Linked DNA regions of Mus musculus: region 2 is linked to region 1. A link is a contact called in public promoter capture Hi-C data. All regions are on one chromosome and are shown on one strand. The core of a region is the stretch at or near the end of the contact, and the rest is flanking DNA. Distances in the headings are between cores, read along the strand shown. Region 1 holds the start of Sdc1 (syndecan 1). Region 2 has its middle 130 kb from the start of Gm38407.

Evidence for each region. Promoter capture Hi-C pulls out the DNA fragments that hold promoters and counts their contacts.
Region 2: a promoter capture Hi-C map of frontonasal cranial neural crest shows a contact between it and region 1. The contact joins the enhancer-like site here to the promoter of Sdc1 in region 1. A contact is called at or near these places in 6 of 39 promoter capture datasets (the 3T3-L1 cell line, cranial neural crest, frontonasal cranial neural crest and 3 more), 1 of 484 Hi-C or Micro-C datasets (the C2C12 cell line) and 2 of 115 datasets of contacts at active chromatin or transcription factors (pancreatic cancer cells and pro-B cells).

The regions. Positions count from the first base shown.
Region 1 is chr12:8,769,499-8,776,904 of GRCm38.p6, reverse strand. It overlaps Sdc1 (syndecan 1), which reads right to left and starts at 5,509. Exons shown (of 5, transcript NM_011519.2): 1 at 5,204-5,509. The coding sequence starts at 5,269. It overlaps Gm4755 (a long non-coding RNA gene), which reads left to right and starts at 5,634. Exons shown (of 3, transcript XR_381238.4): 1 at 5,634-5,940; 2 at 6,277-7,394.
Region 2 is chr12:10,569,075-10,576,187 of GRCm38.p6, reverse strand. No RefSeq gene overlaps it. Among named protein-coding and RNA genes, the nearest start is that of Gm38407, 130 kb to the right of the region's middle. Within about 2 kb of position 2,592, at least 18 of the 459 cell types and tissues checked have an H3K27ac peak or open chromatin away from gene starts, as enhancers often do.

The DNA of each region.
Region 1 (7,406 bases), core at 4,260-6,759:
CAGGGGGCAATTTTCAAACCCAACACTTCAAAACCAGATTGAGAGGAAAACAAAAAAAGGCAATTAGGAAACAGTATGTTCTGTGTGCTTTGGGACTAGAAATAATCTAATGTCCAAAATGTTCCCCTAGCATTCCCTTGGAAAGAACCACAGGAGAATGCAACCTAGAAGCCAGGAGTCTTGGATTCCAAGCTACCCACTTGTGGCCACGAAACCCACCTCCCAGGGCTGACAAAAGCTCTACTAAATCTGTAAGTGTGTTCGCCAAGCTCAAGATAAACTGCATGAGAGGGCAAGCAGGTACCACCCAAGACAGGTTCCTTAGCACTCAGTTAATACTAATAGCATGTGAGCTCCATGTGGTCCTGGTGCCCACCGCCAAGCCCCCACTGCTGTCGACTGAGCTCAACTTTCTATGAAGAGTTCTTAGCTGTACCCAAGCAACCGTCGGGCACACACAGCCACAGCCCAGGGTGTTTCCCAATACTCAGGGTTTACCCAAAGGCACAATGTAGGCTACAGCCCAGCTAAACAGTCACTCCACACAAAATGCTCACAAGCAGGAGTGTCCAAGGAAGATCTGCAAACTCCAGGCAGGGCCTCACAGGATTCAGCCAGCCCCAGTGTGCCGGCCTGCACTCTACAGTGTATTCACACCATACATATGTGAGCACGAGAGCACGCACAAGCATACTCTCAAACATGCACAGGCGTGCCTGTGCACACACACTCAAACAATCAGGCAATGATACATACCATAAAGGCTTAGGAAGAAAAGCTAAGTAGGAAAGAAGTAAGAAAACTACCAAGCCTCTCCCCCCACCCCACCCAACCCCACACACAACAGGCACTCAATAAAAAGTTAACCCTAACCATTATCGACAGCTAACATTTCCCCAGCACTTTCATTACAAAGCACTTTTGCACCATCGCTTATGAAATGAACATGTTAATGACAGAATGTGGGCAGAAAGAGCAGGTATGGTGATGTCTACTCTACAGATGGGGACAGAGGAGTTGGAAGTGAGTCACTTGAGCTGACACGGTAAATCAGTGGCAGAGCTGAGCTTCAGTGTGAGGCTCTGCTGGACCCAATGCTGTCTCTAACCTGTTGTTTCTAAGTATGGGCAATAGATTATGTAGGACGCGAACTAAAACATACACTAAAGAAATGGAGAAAGAACCAAACCCAAGAGTCGTTCACAGTCAAGGATTAGGAACAAGGTTTCAGTCGCATATGGTGGCTCGAGTCTGTAATTTCAGCTCTTTGAAAGTTGAGACAGGAGAATTGCTAAGAGTTCAAGGCTACCGAGTGAGGATCAGTCTCAAACAGAACCAAGGACCTTCGATTATCAATACTGAGAGTGAGCTAGCCTTGTTTGTTAGTCCAGGGCAGCTGGAGCTGATAAAGTCACCAAAGAGAAGACACTGCCAAGCTGGAACTCAAGCTCCTGTGTGCTTCCTGGCATTGTGTGCATCTCCCACCGAGGGAGTTCTCTAGGCTCTTCACCGGGCCAGTGCTTCATCATTTAGGAACAGGACAGTGGGGTGGGCAGCACGCTTCTGTCCATTCTACCTTGCCCTTTCTACACGCACACACACTGCAGCAGCCTCAACAGAGATTCCCGAGGGACATCAGACCCACACAGCCGGAGAGCTACGCAAAGGTGAGACCTTCGTGTTTATAAGAATTATAACCAACCTGATTTGTTTTTCAGTCTGATAAAGAAAATAAACTAGAATTAAACAGAGAAGCTCCAGGCTTGGGCACACCAGTGTCACTCTGCCTGCCAAAGACTGAGAAGGAAAAGAGAAGCTCCGAATTCAAACTGCCAGTCACTGGGACACAGTCTTCTTCAGAGCCACCAAAAACCAGGAGACTGCTTGACCTGGCGCCACTTGAGGAGGCCCAGCATCATGAGGGACTAAATACACCTAGCAGTGTATTGTTGAAGATAACAGAAAGGAAATAAGGGTTTCAGAATCCTGCTCAAAGTAAGACTGCTTTGTAAAAGTTGAGCACTTTTGGTGGCCTACACCTTTAGGCCCAGCACTGAAAGTTAGAAGTAGGTGGATTTCTTTGAGTTTGAGGCCAGCCTGGTCTACATATTGAGTTCCAGGGCAGCCAGGACTATACAGAGAAACCTTGTCTTAAAACAAAACAAAACAACAACAACAACAACAACAAAAAACAACCAAGGATACTTTATAAGGAGGCAATTTTGAGCTGACTGAAAAAAAAAAAGTCTGGCTACCATTATACATTCTCAAAGGACTTCAGGAATCCAAAATTTTGCTGCAGCAAGGGGGAGGGGAGATCTAGAAAGTACTGCCAAAAAAAAAAAAAAAAAAAAAGGAAAAACATCAATCTTTCCCATCATTCTTTCCAGTCCCTTCTCCCTACCAATGTGTGTTAATGAGGTTTTATTGTGGCCCATCAAGAGCCACAGGTAGGTTACAACCAACTCCACCCTCCCTGGAGAGCTGAAGCCAGCAGTGACATCATGCAAGCACAGGCCTCCCCCACTCCCTCCCATTCTGCCAGACCTGGGGAAAGTGTCTCTACTAGTCCAAATGATTACAGTAAGGGAGAGGAAAGAAAGGGAACAAATAGCAAGTCACTATTCCAGAGCAAATAACCATTTCTCCTATTCTATATAGGAGAAACAGAAGACCACAGGACACTGAGGGACAAACCTGCTTCAGTCTCTGGGGAGTAGTTGCTAGCAGCCTCTGATCCCAGCAGCTCCCCCCCCCTTCCCCATTCAAAGGCAGGCACCCAAAAGCACTCCCTATCTCTCTGGTCCCCAGGGCTGTCTGACCTGCTTCCCACAGGAGCTTAGGGAGCCCTGAGAAAGGGACCAGCTCTCTGGCAATTTGTGGATATGTGCTCTCATTTTAAGTAAATCCCAGCTGCCTTCATTTTTCAGGAAAAGGGGAAGCTCTGAATATGTCCTCACTCTTATGCACCCACTTTTAAACAAATGTGGGGTTTTTTTTTGTTTGTTTGTTTGTTTTCTGTTAGAGAGAAAATAAACCAAACTTAAAAAAAAAAAGTAAAACGAACACTCTTGCCTCCAAGTGGGAGTCTGATCCTAAAGCTCAGACAGTGACCTGGGGGCTCAGCTCATCTTCTTCCTCCAGGAAGCCTTCCATTGAGATAATTCTACTTCCTAGACCTGTTTCCCTAGAGGGTTCAACCTCCCAGGCCAGCACACAGGAAGTTCCGGAAAACGCCACCTCTAGTTGTCTACTCAGCATTATTAATGGGTGCTTGAGGGGCTTAGGTCACAGGAATATCTGCCTCTCTAAAGACACCAGGGAAGAGAACACCACCTCTCCAGATCCTGGCTGGAAAGAAATTCAGTACTGCATCTGTACTGCCCCAGTGAGGCCTCACGTTGGGCCTAGAGAACAGAGCCGGAGGTAATGCCAGGCGGGCCGGGGAGGCATGCTAAGTAGCTCCACTTTCTTCTCCACAGTGGTAACTATGATTCCAGGCATAATCTGAGTCCCACAAAAACCACAACCCTCAAACAATTTCTTGAACCTTAAAGCCAGGAGTGCACAGGAGACTCAGTTCGGAATTCATAGCCCTCCCAGAGAACCCTGATTTGGCGCCCCCACACAACCCCAACTCATGGGCAATACAATTATGGAGGCCCTCTCTTGGGCTCCAGAGTGATGGAGAGCACCAGCCACCTGGGAAGGAGCGAAGGCAATGCCATTAACAGTGACTGGGGACGTGTCCGTGTGCCACTTTATTTGTACACGACCTTGGTATCTACCAGCGCTCAACTCTCCTTCCCTGTGCACGTGTCTGCCTTTGCCAGGACTATCGAAGTTAAGCAGACCAGATGTGGCGGTGGGAGACTGCCACTTCCGGGAGGGATAAAGCCTGAGGCTCCGCACCTCGCCTCTGCCTTCCAGGGGTTGGGCAAAGCCGCCAGTGGAAAGGACACCCGGGACTTCACAGCGGGTGCGGGGGCTAGGGGCGTGGACACCCGGAGGGCAGCGCTGACACCTGGCGGCGACCCAGGACCCGGCCCACGTCAAGGACCAGCGCTGCGGGGCGGTTCCCAGGGAAGGGTTACAGGGGCCGAGAACAAAGCGCCCCCGTTGGGGAAGGCGGGCTAGCGGACGGCGGCTGGGGCGGGAGAGCACTTTCTGGGGTACCCTCGACCAAGCTCTTTGTCGGCCAAGCCGCTGATTAGAGAGACCGACCCCCACCAAAGGTGGATGGCTGCATCCTACCCAGAAGCTTTCCCCCACCAGTCGCCAGCTCCACGTTCGTCCCTCTTTCCCCGCGGCCCTACTGGGCGGGCCAAGGGACCCGCCTTCCCTACGCGCGGCTTCAGCACAAAGCCGAGTCGGGGGAGGGGAAGAGCCGTACCGGGGTCCACTCGCGGGGAGGGTCCCCCGCGCGGGCCATGCGGAGGAGGCCCTCCGGGGGCAGCACAACTTCAGCGACCCCAAAGTTGGGTTCTTAGGGTCTTCAGCGTTCTGAAGCCAACTTCCCGGAACCTCCCGCTGCCAGCTCGGCCCGGCTCACCTGGGGCAGCCAGAGAAAAACCGAAGGTCCCTGAGCCACCCTCTTGTGTCCCACAAACAGCCTTAATCCCGTCCCTCCCGCCACCCCGAACGTCAGCTTCCCCCTGTTCCCGCGCCGGCTCTGCTGTGCCCAAACTTGCCCCGGTGCAAAGGGCCGAGCGCCCGGACTCCGCGGCGCTGGGGGTGCAGCCTGCAGTCTGGTTTGAATTAGGGTCTATGGAAAAGGCGTTGTGGCCATGGCCACTGCATCCCTCCGGGACACTGGCGGAGGCCAGGCCGCTGAGATGGCCAGCAAGACAGCAACGGGAGAGAGCAACTCCAAGCGGCGCCTAAGGCCGGCGGAGCGCCTAAGGCCGGCGGACTCAGACCCATGTGGAGTCGTTTTACTTAATTGGGAGCGGGGAACCAATGGAGGTTCCACTCTGCAGGACGCCCGGACCACGAGCTGGGATAGCCTCCTGGCATCCACGGACCGTAGAGGAATTGGGACAGGAGTCCTCATTAAAGGGCTCACCATCCCAGGATCCGCCAGGCAGCGCGGGAAGAAGTCCCCGCTCCCCTCCCCCTCCACGTGCTGCCGCCTGCATGGCATCGGCGAGTGGCGAGTCCCGGCTTCCCGCCGCCTCCCAGCCCTGCCCCGGGCCACACTCACCGGGAGGGCAGGCTGCAGGCGCAGCGCCAGCGCGCAGAGCCAGAGCCAGAGCGCCGCGCGTCTCATGCTGCCCAGACCGGCGGCGGGAGCTCGGTGGGCTTCGTGGATCCGAGTTGCCGGTTGCACGGAGCTCCGGGCCGGCTCTGCTGATTGCTCTGCGCTTTGCTGTCCCAGGCTCCTGCCCAGCTCGCTGCTCTCTCGAGCGAGGGCTGTAGGTTTCGCCGGCTGGAGTCAGCTCCCGACTGCCAGGTCCCTTCCTCTGCGTTAGGCTCTGTCTCCTCTGGCCCGCACCTCTCCCGCGGAGCTCCGCCTTATAATAAACCCAAAGGCTCTGCAGTTGCAAAACTAGCCGCCCACCCCCAGCTCCGCGGGCCTGGGTAGTCCCAATCTCCACCCCTCGGGCCCCGCCCCCTGGGTTGCCCCGCCCCTTGGAGCGCCCCACCCCCCAGGGATCCAGCCACACCCCCTTCCACGCCTCCTAGGATCGAAGCCCACCCCACTCTTCAGCTCTTGCAGGTCTGAGTCCCACCTTCCTCCCCTGAGCACTGGTGAGTGCCGGCAATCTGTAATTCCCGCGTCGCACCTTCCTTGATGCGTAGCTGACGGAGACCCAGGTGCACTCGCTACTATGTCCTGGTCCGGAGTCCGGAGGCACTGCCCTGGAGAAGGGCGATTGTTAGTTCTCTACGTGCGAGGCTGCAGCGCCCTCTGGGCGAGGACACCCAGGGGTCCTCCAGGTGAGCAAGATTTTGGGGGCAACCTCGGAGCCCCACAGCGATGAGGCTATATATAAACCGAGGGATCGATGTATGGTTCCCACCTCCCCACGGGCTGAGGATAGGGGACCCCTGAGGTCTTGGTCCTTTACTTAATTGCTGGGAACTCCAGACCTTTAAAGACCTTTAAAGACATGAGCACTGTCTGGAAGAGCTGGCTTTGTTATTGTTTTTATTATTATTATTATTATTATTATTATTATTATTTTCTTTTTTGCTGTCTTTCTATTTATAGAAAGCCCCTTCTCTTCCTTGTCCAAGACCAAAGGAAAAAATAAATGGCCTCTTTGTTTCCAGGTGACCGCAGGCCTAACCAGCTGCGGAGCTCCAGTTGAATTCCTGTTCCTTCATGATTCTCTATGGGGCCTGGACCTCACAGTTTCCAACGTCCTTCAGACGTGTCAGTCCAAAAAGGAGCCCAGAGAGCCTACAGGCGAGGCAGATAGCAGCGAGAGCAAGGAGGAAGAACCAGCCCTGTCTTGCCCTCAATCTGTAGATGGTGCCAAAGGCCCTTTGCACCTGCAAGGCAGGGGCCATAGATGGCATCCATCCTTGTTCCTCAGCCCCACATCAGCTGGCCTGGACTGAGAAGCTAGATCTGAGGCTCAGCGTCTCGGGAAGTCCCCAGTGTAGACTCTACACTGTGGAACCAGCCTTCTGGGAATTCAACAGCCTCCTTTACACACACCACACCTCCAGCAGTAGCCCAACAACCAGCACCCAGTTGTGTTTGAACACTTTTGTCCTCAGGAAACTCTCCCTTTTGGCGTCTCAGCTGCCCTAGGTCTAACTATGGGCTACATACAGATCCTGCCCAGTTCTTGCCTAGATCCTTGAGGGTCTTGGTAAAGAATACCCAATAGCAAGGCTCAGGAAGGCTTAGGACCTAAAAAGCAGGTGCCTCCTAACACAGTGGCTTTGGGATCTGAAGTCAGCTCTTCAGTCCTTTGAGCCTGATATTTGGAGGAAAATAGGACACTTTGGTATTTTACCTTCCTGTCCTCTCAAAATGGGGGCGGGAGGGGGGGGGGGAGACGGGAACAGGAAGGGACTGATGAGGCTGTTTCATGTTTTAAACATGACCAGCTTGATCTTTCCTTCCAACTGCATAAGTTTAGCCCAGATCAATGAGACAGTAAAGAGGCAACGAAGACGACTCCTATAGGGAGACCCCAAGAAAGGCACATAAAGAAAGGAGGCTATGGTCCTGTTGACCTCAGAGCCCAGGCACCCTACATGGCTTGTGATTCCTCCCTGTCCTCAATATGCAAGAGGTTGGAGAGATGGCTCAGGGGTTAAGAGCACTGACTATTCTTCCAGAGGATCAGGGTTCAATTCCCAGCACCTGTATGGCGACTTACAGCTGTCTATAACTCCAGTACCAGAGGATACAACATCCTCACACGGACATACATGTAAGTGAAGTA
Region 2 (7,113 bases), core at 1,343-3,842, 1.8 Mb before region 1:
AGATGATAATCACTGTAACAGAGAGTGTGATGGTTAGTTTTAATTGTCATTTTAATTATATTAAGAGGCACATAGGGTATCAATAATAATGTATGTCATGGATTGTATCTATAAAGGTGCTTCCAGCAAGATTTAACTGAAGGGGTAGATACACTCTGAATGTGGGTAGCACTGTCCTATGGTTATTAAAAAAGGACAAATCAAAAAGCCAGCTAACCACTGCCATTCACCTTTCTCTGTTTCCTTATTGATGACATGGATCAGATCGCTCCTACGACCAGGCATTTCTGACCACAATGGGCTTCATGCCTCTGAAGTGTGAGCCAGAATCAACCTTTTCTCCATTAGGCAGCCTTTTGTCAGGTGTTTGGTCATACTGATGAGGAAAAATAACTAGAACAGATTTTTTTCTTTTTAATTATCTGTAAGTATAAATGTTATGTTAACAATTTTCAGATTTGTTGCTGGAAATATAAACATGGAAGATTCTGTGAATGGAAGCTTCTTTGAATGACAGACTAGGCGAGATCTCTTAGAACTCAGATACAACCATAATCTGGAAAACATTACTGAAGAGAGAAGAGACTTGTTCCTTTCCCATTGAAGCATCCATTCTTTCAATCTTTGGTGGAGAAGGCTGATCTAGCACGTGTGTATAGCAAGAGGCAAGAAACAAGATAGGAGAAACACTGGCAAACTATGATTCACCAAAGGAAAGGATTTCACACAAAACAAAACACAACACAACAAAACAAAAACACTTGCTTTGTTTTGCATCCTCCTGGAATAAATAAAGACAAAATTTATGAAGGAACTATTGGATCTGAGAACATGGAGGGCATTGGTGACTTTGAAACAGTAACCTTCTTGGTTTAGCAAGGTGCAATTCCAACATAAGAGACAACAGAAAATGAGATGAACAAAATGGTGGAGAAAACAAGATTTTTACTACCTGGAACACATATGAGTGTTACATTGATGGGCTCCAGATAAAAGATAGTTTGGAGAGTTTCATTTCAAGGTGGAGATATGAAAGTGTAGTTGTAAGTTGATGAGAACCAAGACACTGATAGGCAAATGTGATACATCAGGAGAGCAAGAATTGTTATTGAGGACTCTTGCCACGTGGTAGATATACTGCCAGGTAAAGAGGTACCCAGGTAGGGATGAGATGAAGCAGATGATGCCTTCAGAAGTAAAAACCATTCTTCTGTGCAGTTGGTTGGTGGAGGAGACAGCTCTGGAAGCTTGGGATGTGGGAAGATATGCTGATGTATAGTGGCTTAAAATCTGTCAATAAATCAGGGGTAAATCATTAGCTATGGAGATGTAGGTGAGGAAATAGCGATAGTGAATGAGAGAACACTTCTGATAAATAGATGGATCAAGAATCTAGACTCTAAAAGGTGGTAAAGCTGACACACAGCTATCCTTTGTAGAGAACCCAAGTAAATGAATAGGGCATTTTTGTAGTACTGGAAGAGTGGCATATGTCAACTTGTAGGAGTCTGACAGCATGGCCAGAAGAATTGTCAGTCAGTAGAAAGAGGGCATACAGATATTGGAATGAAAGTATCCTCTTGGTCTCTTATATTTCCTTCATGCTACTTCCTCTCTCACACACCACTCCAACCTCCGATCCTCCCAGACAAGCCATGCTCCAGGAAGAACTACTTTGATCCACCACCACCCTCTGGACCCTCCCACACTAATTTCGTCTAGTGTTGGTCTATTTCCCTACATTCCTTCCCCACCTGGAGGATGCATTCATTCTAATATCTATATGGCCACTTTCCTTTTTTTCCCCCCTTAAGATTCCATTTTAGTACTCCAGTTCCCTGGGAAGTCTTCCTTTGATAATAATCTATCTCACACTCTTTCTACTATCTTCTATCACTGTGGTCTCATGAGACATGTTCCTACACTTGTCTAAACTTTCCTATACTGTACTGTCATCTGCCCCACTCTGATAATTTACTAGTGCTATATAGCTTACTAACAACTTAACATGGTGCCCAGCAAACAGTAGCTCGATATATACTTAGGAAATGTAAAAATAAAGAAAAATGTGAGCAAAAAATTCTAGCTTTCAAATCTTGCTCTCTCGATTTGTCTTTATTCTTCTTCCTCCTCCTCTTGCTCTTCCTCCTTCTCTTCTTCTTTAGTTGTTGTTGTTTAACTAAACCGACCCAGAAAACCCTTATTCTTGCTAAAAACTAGAAGGTTTGTAGTGCTCCAACAGGGTGCGCTACATGAAGTAAACAGGTTCCTAAAAGCAAGTAGTATCTTGTTATAGACTGATTATTCTTACTTCATTTGGTTTGAGATCCTTTGTATTCAAAGGGTTTTCTTTTTTGCACACTGAGTTCCTGTCCTTCCCAGCTACTGTTGCAGAAGTTTTGATGTAGATTCCAGAAGGTCAAGGGTAGTCAACGTGTCAATGCATGCTTCCCTGCCCCCACTAGTCAATCCCTTGAGAATATTCTATTTTACAAAGCATTTTTTTCCCAAAAAAAGTGCCTACACTTCTGGAGCAATTCATCTGCAATTTGCTGTACTTCATAGGGCTCAAAGCCCCCGCGTGTCTAAACTACTAGGAACGATTTCTGGACACGTCAATAAAAGTTCCCTAATGAACAACAGCTGTGAAGAACATGGCTTTAAATAAATTGATTCCAAATTTCTCCCCATGTTTCTGCGATTTTTCTTTTTAAATGGGCACCGCTGACTTTAAACTTGGCTATCTGAGAGAGAGAGGAAGGAAAAAATTATACATTGTTCAAAAAATATTTCGTTCTCGTGCACTTTTTTTTTTTCCCTCTGAAGAGGTTAATGTTCTTCTCACAGATTTTCCTCACTTCTGTTGTAATAGCTTTGTCGAGGAGAGGATGCGTTATATATCACCTCGTTTTCTACCTGGGAAAGTTTTTCCTGAAACTAGGAAAGTTACAGACTCACTCAGATTGGGAGGCAGGATTAGAATTCAGGCCCCATAATCTCAATAATTATATTCAGGGCAAAAATCTAGCTGTCCTGTAAAATTAAACCCAGACCATCTCTCTCACAAGTAGATACCTCTCAGGGCAGGAGTGTTTCTGTTATACCCATCTTAGACACCATTGATTTCATGCCTAACTTGTATTAATTACATTTGTTTCAACATTTGTGTTCAATTATGAAATCAAATTATATTTGATATTTTTCCCTCCAAGAAGTAAAAGGCCACCAATTTGCTTAATACTCCACACAAACTTTTATATCAGAATTACTATACCCCTGAAATCTTAATTAAGCCTTCAAACACATTTAAACTTTACAAGGAATGAACTTGAACTAGTCATCAGAAAATAAAAAGTAGCACTTGGAAGAAGCTCATGACGGATGCTGTTTCCATGCTGGGATTTAACAGCACTGCAGATGGTCATTTTCCCACTTTCTTTCCTTTTAGGGGCGCCTAGAAAATTTGGCTAGGCAGCCACACAGTTTCCCCTCTCTGATCTACTTCTCTGGACATCTGCGTTTCCTGTGGATTGCGTTCAATCGGCAATATTGAAGCAGTAAATATTTCACCTTCCCGTTCCTCTCTTTCACTGTAACTGACTGAAAGGAGAGACCACGATAGGCTTCTATCTCTAAAAAACCCTCCTTCTGTCTCCTGCTGCCCACTTCCTCTGCCTTTTGAAGAAGCAACGTGTGACATTGTTTTGTTGGAGCAGAGGCAAATTCAGGATGGTGGGCGGTAGGATGGAGAGTGGGAAGGGTTGATTTAGGACCCAGGAATTGTTGAACAGAACAAAATGAAAAGCTGTTCCCAATTTGAAAAGTGAGTTGACGTCTGTTACTCTGGTATGCAGTAAAACATGTTTTCCATCTAGGACATAATAAAAGCTACAAGCATTTTACACTGTGCATTAGGGCTGCATCTTTAATGGAACATCTTTTCATATAGAGCACGTTCAGAGTTCGCTGTTTGATGATACCTTTGAACATTTTATCACTGCAGTAGATGGAATATCTCACAGTCGAGGCAAATCCCAGATGAATTGGCAAAACACCTCCGTGGAAATGCCTCTGCGGGGTTTATTGACATTTCATTTCTCATCTGTTTCTGTACACACTGTGTGGGGGACTGGAGTGCATGCGCAGCTTTAAAGGGGCCTTTACTTTCATGATACACAGAAGGCACAAAGAAAACCCAGGGTTAAAGAGGAAGAGAATGCTGAGGTGAGAGTAGAACAGTGGGAAGAAAAAATGTTATCAATGTGGATCGAGGAAAACTTCATTGTATTGAGCCCTGGGTGGAGGGAAAGGCTGGGGAAGCAGAGAACTGCAAGGCTCCTGAAGGAGTCATTCACACTGCTTGCTACGTAGACAGCGCCCTCTAGAGGCGCACAGATGTAGTGCCCCACACTGTGAAGATGTAAATTTTTAGCATCTGTTGAGTGGCCAAAGAAAAATGCATGTCTAAGAATCCTTTTTCCCCCCTCTCTCTTTTATTATTTCTTTAAAAAATTCTTCTCTAAGATAATTATTTCCTCCCTTGACACTTAAATATTGTCTTCCCGCCCGCACCCCTCAGCGTGCTCAAGTCTCTTCTGTCCTGTATTTTCCATGTGTGGTTTCAGCTCCAATGTTCCGATGGCTTCAAATCCTTATCCCCAGAAAGCATCAGATCTATCTGCATCGGGGATACCTGGGTCTATGTATGCATGCCCTGTGCCTTGTGCTCAGGATCTCCTACACTGAACTTGTAGTAGCCAAACCCAGTGAACTTTCATCCATCAGTTTAGGAGACTACAGACCAAGCCTAAAAATTCAAGGTTTGTTTTGTTTTCTTTCTATTCGTCTCTCAACTATTACACCCTAAATGCAATTTCCCTTCCCTGCCCCCCCAAGTCTCTCCCCCTACCTCCCCTCTCCCCTAACCACTCTACCTCCACCTCCCCTCAGAAAGGAGCAGGCCTCCCAAGGACGTCAACCAACATACACAGGTATTGCACAGGTACAATAAATAAGACCAGGCACATACCAACCTATCAAGACTGCATGAGGCAACTGAGTGGGAGGAGAATGGTCCCATAAGTGGGCAAAAGAGTCAGTGATAGTCCCCACTCCTGCTGTTAGGATTCCTAAACAGATCCCAAGATGATCAGCCATATTATATGCAGAAGACCTATGTCAGAGCCTTACAGTCTCTCTGATCTCTGATTGAAATGAATCATTCTGATTCATTCCTGTATTTTCCTAGGCAGTCTGCTGTGGCTGCCTAAACATTTCCATTCTGTACATAAATTCCATTTAGCAACTTCTATGCTTAATTTCTGGTACATAGAGAGTACTCAATTGTCATGGACTTTACCAGGACTAGATCATAATGCTAACATGGAATGTTAGTACTTTTGATGACTTCATAGCCGAGGGTTTATCTATAACTATGCAATATATTGGCTCAGCGTTTTCTTTTATTGAGCTTTTGGGTACATACATTTTTTCTTGGTCTCTTGTCTATTTAATAGATCACTGTAACAGATTATATATATATATATATAAAATCTGTTACATACATCTATATAATTTCTTCATGTTAAACCATTTAAAGAATTCAAAATAAAATTAATCAGAGTAATTACGATTACAAGCAATAATTTGATTCAGAAAACTATATTTTTATATGATAAGACCAAGTAGTTCAGAATTAAGGTTTTGATGGGATTCTAAGCAAACTCCACCGAGGAGGAAGGGCATCAAGAAACGAGGAATGTGGCAGTCAGTGCTGGAACAGATGTGCTGGAGGCTTTTAACTTGAGTTGAACATGAGGACAGAAGGCTTTACTGTTCACTGGCAGCATTAGGGAAATGGTCACATGGTCACATGTTGTTGTGTGTTGAGAAAATTGTCAGGACAATGACCATGTTGACATGCTTGGGAAACGGGTTCTAGGACAGAGAACGCGTATGGGGACCAGATGTGTTTCACCTCATATCTAAGCCCCATGTCTATTAGCCGTGTGACTAACACTTTTCCCTGGGCTTCCTAGGCGTTCTTCTCTCTTCATTGTTATAATTGATCAAAAATATTCATACATAACTATTTTTTCTCTGAAATTAATGAAGTGATATCATGTACATGAATGTATACCTATAATGGTGTTCAAATACAATGTAGCTTATAAAATTTGTGCTGATCAGAGTGTGTCAGTGATAATATATTCAACTCTCCAAATGACTTGGCTATTTAAAGAAAACTAGAAAGATCAATGATGTGGCTCAGTTGCAAAAGATTTTTCTACCATGTTCAAGTCCTGGACTCAATCCTTAGGGCTGCAAAGAGGAAAAGAAAATTATAATTAAAAAAGGAGAACTATACTGAATAATAGTGACACAGAATCATTTAAAATAATTGACATTATCAGAGTTTTGGTTAACTATTTTTTAAAGTTATTTTATCTCTACAGTATAAATTAGGGAGAATATCTTCAATATCTTTTCCTACCAGAATATGTTTCCATTTACATGGTCACGTATCACTTATTTATTTACAATTATTTGAACAAATAAAAATTTTTCTCCTTTCCTTAAAATCGTGTTTTAATTCAAATTCTTTAGCTTTATATGAAACTTGATTTTAACAGCATTGAAATACCTGCTCAGCACTTTATGTTTTGTGACCACCACTGACATACATGTTTTTTTAATCTCAGTGTTTTCATTTTGAAGCTAGCAACAATGGCATCCCTCTCATAAAGACAGTATGAGCAGTAAATGAGCCACATGTGTATCTCTGTCTTCTCCAGTGTGGGGTACTCAGCACCCATTCTTTGCTACTCACTCGAAGCTCTTCTGGCTCCCCAAGGCTAAGATCTAGAGAAAGCTTGTGTTCACCTCAGTCCAAAGTAGGCTACGTGTTCACTTTTCTTTCACATCCTTCTGGAGAAACCCTGAGCATCCTGAATACAAGACAGGATTTCTGTGGGAAAGGGCAATCCTTTCAATATCTAGCCTTGAAAATTTGCTCTCTCTTCTTAAACACAAGATAGATCATGGCCACAGACTTGACAGATGCCGAGCAATTGAAATTGAACAAGTAGAATAGGTTTCTTCCAGGGTGATCTC